Regions from separate parts of the Rattus norvegicus genome. Here regions 2 and 3 are each linked to region 1. Evidence: chromatin contacts called from public Hi-C data. All regions are on one chromosome and are shown on one strand. Each heading gives the region's core, a stretch centred on a gene start, on an enhancer-like site or on the middle of the called end of the contact. The rest is flanking DNA. Distances are from core to core; before and after follow the strand shown.

What was found. Hi-C and Micro-C count contacts between places; a contact is called where the count stands out from the background.
Region 2: a Hi-C map of liver shows a contact between it and region 1, with 3 times the contacts expected there. The contact joins the promoter of Wdr18 here to the promoter of Atp5f1d in region 1. A contact is called at or near these places in 6 of 12 Hi-C or Micro-C datasets (the Rat2 cell line, Schwann cells, kidney and 2 more) and 1 of 1 datasets of contacts at active chromatin or transcription factors (oligodendrocytes).
Region 3: a Hi-C map of kidney shows a contact between it and region 1, with 3 times the contacts expected there. The contact joins the promoter of Tmem259 here to the promoter of Atp5f1d in region 1. A contact is called at or near these places in 11 of 12 Hi-C or Micro-C datasets (the A7r5 cell line, Schwann cells, frontal cortex and 6 more) and 1 of 1 datasets of contacts at active chromatin or transcription factors (oligodendrocytes).

What each region holds. Positions count from the first base shown.
Region 1 is chr7:10,212,626-10,216,208 of GRCr8, reverse strand. Atp5f1d (ATP synthase F1 subunit delta) reads left to right here and starts at 1,859. Exons shown (of 4, transcript NM_139106.2): 1 at 1,859-2,041; 2 at 3,054-3,207. The coding sequence starts at 1,901.
Region 2 is chr7:10,396,872-10,400,454 of GRCr8, reverse strand. It overlaps Wdr18 (WD repeat domain 18), which reads left to right and starts at 1,780. Exons shown (of 10, transcript NM_001039027.1): 1 at 1,780-1,994; 2 at 2,625-2,735. The coding sequence starts at 1,785.
Region 3 is chr7:10,373,340-10,376,922 of GRCr8, reverse strand. It overlaps Tmem259 (transmembrane protein 259), which reads right to left and starts at 2,019. Exons shown (of 11, transcript NM_001100886.1): 1 at 1,770-2,019. The coding sequence starts at 1,991. LOC120094051 (U6 spliceosomal RNA) reads left to right here and starts at 3,444; the gene lies at 3,444-3,550.

The sequences.
Region 1 (3,583 bases), core at 610-3,109:
GCTGTTAACTGTCCGGCATGGGCGATGGGAAGAACAGTGCTCGTTATTAACTGCTGAGCCATCTCTCCTGCACCCTAGGTTTAATTTTTTTTTGTTTTTTTTTTTTTTGGTTTTTTTTTTTTTTGTTTTTGTTTTTAAAAAGACTTGTCTGGTAAGACACAGTGGCCATGGAGTTGGAGGAGAATACTCAAGACAGGACGAGCATGATATATCTAGGTTTGAGTTCTTGCTTCATGGAACATTTTTGTAGATATGGGATCTCGGGGGCCCGCGCGCAAGTGTGTGTGTGTGTGTGTGTGTGTGTGTGTGTGTGTGTGTGTTTGTACGTGTGCATCTGTGTGCTGGAGTAGGGAAGGGAATGGAGTTTCTAGATGCCACTGTGCAAGTAAGAATGCCCAGATTAGAGAGACTGAGAACTAGGTGTCTCTCACAGAGACGGATTGAGGCCCAGGACTGCTGGCTTATGAGCAGGCCTGAGCTCCAGAGTCTGTTGATTGTAGAATGACGAAAAGAATTACTCTTGCATCCGCCAGGCTCTGGTTCAAGACTGACCACTACCAAAAGCTGCCAGCTGCTCTTCTAAGATCCAACATGCATCCTTAAGTCAAGCTAATGGCTTCTTGTCCCACCAACTCTATGCCCGTATTTTTTGTGAACCTATGTGGTGGGACCTGGGGACCAAGAGCTGAGCGGAGGCTGTAATCTGCGTGAATGCGGGGGCAGGGTGGTGATGTCATGGCCGAGAGCGAGGCTGCGCGGACACAACTGGCGTCAGTGGGGCCCCTTGGCCGCCCGCGCACGGGCTCCTGCGTCAGTGGCGGGCAGGGGCGGAGGCCCGCAGGGAGGGGACTGCGGAGAAGAGCAAGTACATCTCCAGGTTTCGCGCGCCCTCTGCCTGCTTCGGCGTGCATGCCACCCAGTAACCTCTTCCGTGAGCTGCTCTCCTGGTGCGACCTCTCTCTAGCACGCACCGCGTGCGGCATCATGGAGTAAATTAATTAATTAATTATCTATCTATTTATTCATTTACTTATTTAGCAGCTTCTCAAGATGTAGACCTGGTTGATCACAAACTCACGGAACCCCGCTTGAGTCTTCCTCCGGGGAGTTGGGATTAACAGCGCCTGGCTAATATTTGATTTTTTTAAGATTTATTTATTATATTTATATGAGTACATTGTAGCTGTTTCAGACACACAGGACCTTATTACAGATCCTAGCCACCATGCGGTTGCTGGGAATTGAACTCAGGACCTTTGGAAGAGCAGTCAGTGCTCTTCACCGCTGAGCCATCTCTCTAGCCCTAATATTTGATTTTTTTAAAAATGTATTCGGCTGCGCACTTTTGGAAATAGATTTTTACCTATTTCCAGAATGCGGATTGCAAAAGTGCGTCACCACACCTGACTGGTAATCTACATTTTAATTCTTCTGTCCCAACACGTTACAGGTTTGCTTCTTTTGGGCCTGAATGCGCGCTAAGTGCCTCTCTCCAATGGTTGGGACCTGACATCAAACCGGCATCTTTTCAGCTCAAACGTACTCTCCGGAGGGAAGGTGTCCGTTTGCAGAACACGGTCCTATGGACCCAGGGCACCGTTTGCTGTTAGAAGGCGAAGAAAACTACAGTTCCCAGAATGATTCACGAGGCATAGGAGGGTCCCACTTCTAGGCAGCACTGCAAGGGGTGTGGCTAAGGCAAAGTATACCTCCCAGTATGCTCAGCGCGTTCTGCACCGCGCAGCCTTCGGAGCATCGCAGTGCGCGCGTGCGTTCTTGTGGGAACTGCGCCTCCCAGAAGACACCGCGCGTCGTCCTCCTCGCCCTCCCTGAAGGCCGCCTCGCTATCCCTGTGTGTCTGCTGTCCGCTAAGCTAAAGTCCACTGACGTTTCCGCCACCATGCTGCCCGCCGCATTGCTTCGTCACCCAGGTCTGCGCCGTCTGGTGCTCCAGGCGCGTACGTACGCCCAGGCCGCCGCCTCACCTGCCCCCGCCGCTGGGCCTGGACAGATGTCCTTCACCTTCGCCTCCCCGACGCAGGTACGACTCACAGCCCCCAGAGTCGTCAAGCCCCTGACTTTACCCGTGGGAGAGGGTCACTTGTATTGGGTCTCAGGTTTCACCCCCATGGGGCCGCGTGAACCCCCTCCCCAGGCCTCGCCCCTGGATGGGGTCACCCGGACCCAGGGCTCGACCTCTCTGTGTTCACTGAAACTTCATACCCCACCCCTAAGGGCGTCACCTGGACCTAAGGCTCCACCCTCTGGGGGTTGGATCACCTATACCTGGAAACCAGATTTTACTAATGTACTGGTGTCACCTGGACCACAAGTCCTGCTGTTTTTGGGGTGTCCTAGGCTCCACACCTTGGTCACTCAGGCCCCATCCTTGGGTGTTGTCCCCGAGATTCATATGAACTCCAGGCTCTACTCAAGGCTTGGATGGTGTCATAATGGACCACAGATTAATCCCTTTGGGGTTTACATGGATCAGAGTTTCTGTCCGTGGGGGAGTCCCCAAGATGTTGTCCAAGCAGGAGTCACCAGTACCCAGGCCTGGATCCCTTCTTGGGGATTGCCTGGACCCAGATCTTGAAAGGTCACCTGGGACTGACCCAAGTTCCTTGTCATGTTGGCTTCCCCTGGGCCTAATACCCTTAATTGTACAGACCTTAGCCAGGGTTTTAACAGCTTAATAACCATGCTGTTTGTAAGCCTATGCTGGTTTTACACTTTTGACTCCCTCATAGCAACTTCCTGAGTAGTCATGAGACAACCTTAGGGTTTCCCAGAAACCCTATCCCAGACACCAGATTGGCATGCTTGTACAGCACTGGGTTGCCATATATTTCAGTCACCTCTTTCAGACCCTCTGTTAGACATGGCATCCCATTTCACAGGTGAGTCTAACGGCAAACTGAGTCTAACGGCAGCTCTTGGTAGCTTTTACGTCCCATCAGAATTTCATCCTCCCTGTGCCCACTGTACAGAAGGAAAGACCAGTCTCCATGGCACGGTGGCAATGCCAACTCTGTGTGGTACACTCTCTGCAGGTGTTCTTTGATGGTGCCAATGTCCGGCAAGTGGATGTGCCTACGCTGACTGGAGCCTTTGGCATCCTGGCATCCCATGTCCCCACACTACAGGTCCTACGGCCTGGGCTGGTAGTGGTTCATGCGGAAGATGGCACCACAACTAAGTATTTTGGTGAGTGTGGCCCAGGATGTCTAGAGGTTCGGGTCCTCAAAGGGCAGGGAGAAAGCAAAGGAAATAGGTGTCCATGAAGATGTGGTTGTGTGGGGCACAGAGGGGATCGAACAGCTGCCCTCACCTCCATTGGGAAGGAAGAGATGGGAAAGTGCTGTCGAGGAACTTGCCTTCAGGGTAGGACAGGAGCCAGGCTGAAGGACCCACTTCTCCAGATGAAGGGCTGTGTCTTGTCTTCTCTCCTATCTCACTGTTTAGCAGTACTATCCATGGAGCCCAGAGCCTTGAGAAGCTTTCCAGGCAGGGGATCCAGCCCGCAGCCATCACTGGGGGGGTTCCAGCCCAGGGCTCCATCCCTGAGCCAGGCCCCCCGCAT
Region 2 (3,583 bases), core at 531-3,030, 180 kb before region 1:
GCTTCTCTCACATAATGAAGTGACACACAGGCTGTCACCACCAACGCTTTCAAATGCAGCTCCATATCCTCCATTCTGCCCCAGGACCTTTCGCTCTAACCCTGGACAGCACCTTGCTTCTGAGTTTCTTGCTTGTCAAAGTGGTTGCCTTCTCTTGAGAATCGCCTCCTAAGTCCTCCCCCTATCCCCGCAGCTCGCGCCTGCCATCTTGTGGCCACATTCGGTGGCACGCCTCACTCCAACTCATTTCCTCTCTTTCTGGCCTGGGGTCGCCGGGTCGCGGAGTCCAAATGTTTGCACCGGGCATGCATCCTTGCTCCCTCCACAGGCCCAACAGCTGCTGTTAGACCCAGCTCACAACCTCGCCCTGCTGTCCAGCCCTGTCGCACTGCCGCTGGCGCAGCGCTCTGGAGGCCACATTCCTGGCTGCAAGATTCCACACTTGCATGCAATCTCCGTTACTAACAACACATAGAAGGAGGGAGGGGGCACTTGGTTTTAGGCCTGACCTATGACAGCAGCTGTGACCTGAGGCTAAAGGTTGCTTGGCTAGAGATTGACTTGTTGGGTCTACAATGAGTGAACCAAATACAAATTTGAAATTTATGACTCAGAAGAGGAAAGGCCAAAGAGGAGGCGAATCAATAAAGGACGTGGGTCGATTGGTAAGAGTTAATCACCAATATGCCTCGGCCAAACATACATAGCGGCATGCTACACGCAGTAAGTAACGAACTTCATTTGATCTAAATAAAGTATAAAGGTCAGTGGTTTATATTTTTGCTATGAAACAAAGTTTAAGAAGTAAATTGGTCAGCTGGGTGGTGGTGGCCCAGACATTTAATCCCAGTACTCAGGAGGCAGATATAGGTGGATCTCTGAGTTCGAGACCAGCTTGGTCTACAGAGTGACTACCAGGACAACCGTGGCTACACAAAGAAACCCTGTCTCAAAAAACAAAAATATAACAAAAAAGAAAAGAAAAAGCCGGCTATGGTGACATAGATGTGTCATCTCGGCACGCAAGAAGCTGAGGCAGGAGGATTGATTGCCACGAGTTCGAGGGCCAGAGTGGCTCAAGTACAAAACAAAACACTTTAAAACTTTAGATCATTTGAGTCAAAACACCTAGCGCGTATTCAGTGAAAGCTCGCTGGCGGTGGAGGCTCAAGGCTTTAATCCCAACGCAAGAGAGACACTGTGTCGAGGAAAAAAAAAGAAAGAAAGAAAAAAGAAAAGAAAAAAAGACAAACCCTGCAAACAGATAGCAAGCGTATTTTCCTCTAAACAGAGCTAATATGCGCTGAGCCGCCAGGACCCCCAGGCTTCTACGCATGTGCAGGAATCCAGTTTTCCCCCCCCCTTTCCTCCGCCCCGCCCCGCCCCGCTCAGTCCTCCAAGAAGCTTGCGGGTGTTCTAAGCTGCGTGGCGCGTCTACCACTGCGCTGTTCGCGCATTGGCATGTACACTTGTCGTGCGGCTCCGCCCTCTCAACGCTGCTCTACCAGAGACCCTGAAACCCCGCGGCTAGCTCCACCCAAGAGCAGCGAACTTTGTACGCATGCGTATGTGAGCCACCTAAAGTGCATAAATGTCTCTCTAGGCCTCCTGGAGCCCGTAAGCACCAGACAATTAACTCCGCCTCCTCGGCTTGGTGAAACTACTGCGCATGCGTCGGCCTTCCAGCTCCCCCCGCTAGGAAGTACTAAGGCTAGTCGGCCAGGAGCCATCTTGACAGTCTCGCTAAGAATGATGGGATTCGGGGGCGGGGCTGGCAGGGCAAGATGGCGGCGCCCATGGAAGTGGTGGTGTGTACAGACTCCGCGGCACCGCTATGGAGCTGTATGGTGTGGGAGCTTCATTCGGGCGCCAACCTGCTCACCTATCGAGGCGGCCAAGCGGGGCCGCGAGGCCTGGCGCTACTCAATGGCGAGTACCTGCTGGCGGCACAGCAGGGCAAGAACTACATCTGCGCTTGGGAGCTGCAGCGCAAGGTGCGGGGCCTCAGCGTCCGCGGAGCAGCCGAGAGTACTCCGGCGCGCCAAGATTAGAGTTCCGGCGATCCTGGGGTGGTGTGTGATTCGGAAGTACTCGGAGGCCGAGGGTTTTTCCCCCCAGGGGCTTGGCGCTAAGGGGCCCGGGAGATTTCTTCGCGCATGCTCAGATGAAGATCTATGGCTTTTGCACACTTGCAGTGTAAGGGGCGCTAAGGGACGCAGAAGGGAAATGGGGTCCGTTAGAAGTCATGCTTTTGTATGGCATGGCAGACCAGAGATCTTGAGGAGCCACGGGAAGAGATAGAATGACGGCCCGTTCTTTTACCTTCGTAAAGAGTCGCGGATCTTAACCATCAGGACAGACTAAGGCCTGAGGTCTTTTTGGTTCTTAGTTTCTGGAACACAGAGCTTCCTTCTTGTCCAGTAGGATCCCTACTACTGAGCCCGGACCCTGCCCTCCCGGGGCTGGGGGTAGTTTCTAGGTACAGGTTTGCCGCGCCTCCAACCCTCACTTGGACAGTCTATCTACCCAACCTCTTTTCTTTTGCTCTCTGTACTTAAAACTTTTCCCTTCAGTTGCCTCCGCCCTGATACTCACATAGTTTTTCTTGTATTCTGTGTCCCTAGGACCAGCTTCAACAGAAAATCATGTGTCCTGGGCCTGTCACCTGTCTAACCACGGCACCTAACGGCTTGTATGTTCTGGCAGGAATTGCAGAGAGCATTTACCTGTGGGAGGTGAGAACAGCTTGTCACATGTATGTGTGACTTGGGATTGCTAAAGAGTAAAACTGGTCGGTGTCCTGTCAGCTGAGGTAGGCATGGAATCTTACCCATGACTTCTGAAACCAAAAATGCGACCGTGTCTGTAGGATCCTAATTGGTGACTGAGATGCAGCACAGTGCTCAGCCCACTGGTGGCCCTAGTGCTGTCGTGAGCAACTGAGAAAGAAACTTAGGAAGGGGCAGTGTTCTAACCTGTCTCCTCTTGGCAAAAACATTGACCAAAAACAGTGCAAGAGGAAGAGAACTTTTATTATGTACACTTGCAGTTTATATTGAGGGAATCAGGGCAGAAAGCAGGAAGTCAACATAGTAGTTAACATCCTCAGTAAGGAGCAAAGAGAAATGGTCCTGTGACTAACAACACTTGTTGCTCTTGCAGAGGACCTGGGTTCAATTCCCAGCAACCACATGATGGCTCACAGCCATCCATAACTTCAGTTCTAGGGGACTTCACACCTCCTTAGACCTCAGTGAGCACCAGTCATGCCCCTTATACACATATATACATGCAGGCAAAAACACTCATAAAGGAAATAAACCGGGGTTGGGGATTTAGCTCAGCGGTAGAGCGCTTCCCTAGCGAGCGCAAGGCCCTGGGTTTGGTCCCCAGCTCCGAAAAAAAGAAAAAAGGAAAAAAAAAAAAGGAAACAAACCTGGAAAATACAGAATTTTTAAAAACTGCCTATTGATTGAGAGAGATAGCTCAGCAGTTAAGAATATTGGCCGCTCTCTCAGACGACGCAGGTTTAGTTTCCAGCACCCACATGGCAGCTCACAACTGTCTGTAGCTCCTTCATCTG
Region 3 (3,583 bases), core at 770-3,269, 160 kb before region 1:
GCCACCATCTAGGGTTCTCAGGGTACCTCCTACCCTGTAAGCAGGGAGTGTCTCATTGTCACCCCAGTCTGGCATCTGGAGCTGTCAGTCCATCTGACCAATAGGAAACCTGCACTGGGTATAGACTACCAGGCTCAGCCACGATCTCCAGATCTTAACCCACCCAAGGGTTCCACTTAGCACCTTCTGGGGCTCAGATCCACTTAGAGCTGGTGTCATTCACCTCCTTGCCCTTTGACGCTGGCCCACATCCTAAGGTCTAAGGCACCATGCTGTGCCACAGTCTATCCCATGTGTGTCCCACGGTCGCCCACTTGTCAGCTGCTTAGCCCAGGTGCTTGGGGCCACATTCTGTGTCTGCCCAGTTTCAGTCTTTGAGACTGTGAAGCCAGCAGAGAGGACACCAAGTCCAAAAGCTCTTCCCTGGGCCTGTCAGAGCTGACACCCAGGCTGGGGTGGGGACAGGGTACAGGGCGGTACAGGCCTAGCAGCCTTGGCTGCCAGGCACGTCCCCTCTATGAAGGTTGGGCGGAAGCTGGGTAGGCAGGAAACACAGCAAAAGGGCTCCCTGAAACCTCGGCAGCCCCAGAAACCAGCTGCTGTATGGCTTGTCTGTCCCGATTAAGAAAAAAGTGTGGGGTCGGGGCTGAGGATTTAGCTCAGTGGTAGAGCGCTTACCTAGGAAGCGCAAGGCCCTGGGTTCGGTCCCCAGCTCCGAAAAAAAGAACCAAAAAAAAAAAAAAAGAAAAAGTGGGGGGTCAACTGTCATCCAACAGACCCTGTCTCTGACAAGGTATCGGGTACCCCAAGCTGAGGGCCACCACTGGGGACTCAGGGTGTGGAAGGCAGGGAGAAAGAAGGGGCAGTGGCAGACTGCAGACTGTGGACTGGAGCCTGAGGGGCTCAACCCCACATCTGTTTCAATCTCATGCTGGAAGTACTTCCATGAATCCCCCAAACTGACAGCTTTGAAACAGTGCTAGGAGCCAGTCCCACATTCACCAAAGCCACCGGAGAAGGCAATGCCCTCCAACATCAGCACACCCACCACCATGCCATGCCCCCAACACCAGATGGCCCAGGCAGCTCCTCTCAGAGAGAAGCCTAGGGACAGAGCCTGGTGGCTATCCCTCTGGAGTAGCCTTTGTTATATTGAGAACTCAGTATCTCTCAGGAGCACACCAGGAAGACACAGCAGAGCAAGTACTGGCTACAGAGGTCCCTGGCCAATGTGGCTGTGACTTTGTGGCTAACCCTAGCGAGGTGACCCCACCAAAGCCACAAAAGATCTGGCAAGAAGTGACAGAGAAGAGCAGGGACACTGGGAGGGCTGGGGACTATCCCCAGGTGAGCTTCAGGGTGTGTTAGGATGGAAATGACAGGCGGGACAGGGCCTCCAGCACAGGGGGTTGTCCACAGTGGAACTTCAGGATGGGATGGAACTGACCACACTGTTCTCAGTGGAGGTGCAGGACAGAATGGGAGTGACAGGTGGGAGGGGGGGACCTCGAGTCCAAGATACTACCTCAAGAAGACACTGGGCTCTGGTCTTGGGTGGAAAAATTTGGGGCCTAGGTTCCCAAGTGGCAGAGTCAGAGGCCAAAGGGCAAGAGGCGGGGCCTGAGAGCTGAGGAAGTGGGGATCAGAGGATGCATCTGTGAGAAGATTGGCATCAGGGTATTCAGGCCAAGTCAGGGGCCAAGTGGTAAAGCTGAGGGGGTGGGCAGGTGGATGACAGCTGGGGTCAGAGGTCAGGGGTCAGAGGTCACCTTGAGCAGAACGAAGAACTCAAAGAGGCGGCGGAAAGCAGGTGGGAAGAGGCGTGAGTAGGTGACGGCCATCTTGAAGAAGAGCGCGTGGAAGAGCCGGTCGCGCACGTTGATGAGCGGGTTGGGGTTGAGATTGGGGCCGCGCGGGCCGCGCACGGGCGCCGCGCCGCCACCCCCGCCGCCGTTGGGCCCGGGCCCTGGGGCTGCCGCGTGCTCCGACATCACCGCCCCGCGTCACCCCGGCGGCCGCCGGCTGCCCCCCCGCCGTGTCCCGGCCGCCGGATCCCCCCCGCCGCCCCCGGCCGCCGCCGCCTGCGCCTGTGCTCGCGTCCGTCCGGCCCGCGACGCCGGCGAGAGCGCCGGGCCAGAGCGCCACCCGTGCGCGGGGCACGCTGGGATCGCCACGGCCGCCCGAGGAGGCCGGGCTTCAGAGCCGGAAGGCTGGCACCACAAGTGGGCGGAGCCTGGTTACTGCTCTCAAACTTCAAACCCGTCGCCCCAGTGCTAAAAGGCCGGAGTAACACGGAGTTCAGTTTATTTTCCTAGTCCTCCTTAAAGCTTTGGTCGGTCTCATTTGCTTTGGGCTTGCAATTTGCGGAGGCTACACGGAGCGGAATAGAGAGGAGCCCGGTTCATTTGCAAAAATTCACTCCCACACACTGTGGCATGGTCTATGGCAGAGTCGTGTGTCACGACTCATTTGCACTGAGCTAAAATAAAAAAAAATCTTTTATATATGTGAGTACACTGTAGCTGCGTTCAGACCAGAAGAGGGCATCAGATCCCATTACAGATGGTTGTGAGCCACCATAATGGATGCTGGAAAATGAACTCAAGACCTCTGGAAGGGCAGTCAGTGCTCTTAGCCATCTCTTCAGACCAAAGCTGTATCTTAAGCATTGAGCTTAGGGGCTGGAGAGATGGCTCAGCCGTTAAAGGTTAGGCTCACAACCAAATATATAAGCATTGAGCTTAGGCACTGAGGCAGTGTCGCGTACAATCCGTTTCGTTTGTGTAGGGAACCAGGTTCGCGGCGGTCGAGCTATGGGGCGTGGTCTCAGAAACAAGCTTAAGCATTTGCAACTAGTGGGCGGGGCGACGTTGCTAGTCTTATCTACACCGGGTTTTCTATTAGCGGAGGATCAGAGGGGGCGGAGACGCATGTAGCAAGGCCTATTTACTATTTACATAGGGCTTCACTACGGCCACAGCCTCACTTAGGGGCGGAGTCCGGTGGGGAGTCATTAGCATAGCCCGTTGAGGAATCATTACCAGCCTTGCCCTGGGAGGCAGAGCTTTCTAGCACTGTTCATTAGGGGCGAAGCTCCATGGGGATAGTTTACCAGCATTCAGTTTGCCCATCGCACCAAGAGCACGGATTCCCCGCCGATCGGGCTGGGCTACCACTGAGGGGCGGAGCCGCGTAGTATCTGTCTAATTTGCATATGGCTTCCCAGAAGGCCTTGCTGGTGCAGCTTCTCCCAGATGGCTACATTAATTAATTTGTAAGCTTTTACGCGCATAGATAATTATGTTCAGCGTCGTTACGAAGGGTGGCCCTTCCTTTTGACGTATAAAGACATCACTTTATATACACAAAAAAGCACAACTACTCTATGTGAAAAGTAATTATATTCCCTGCGCTTAAATATCTGAGGCGACCCACAGACGTTCGTGCTCGCTTCGGCAGCACATATACTAAAATTGGAACGATACAGAGAAGATTAGCATGGCCCCTGCGCAAGGATGACACGCAAATTCGTGAAGCGTTCCATATTTTGTCTCATCTCAATGTCACGCAATCGACCTTTGAA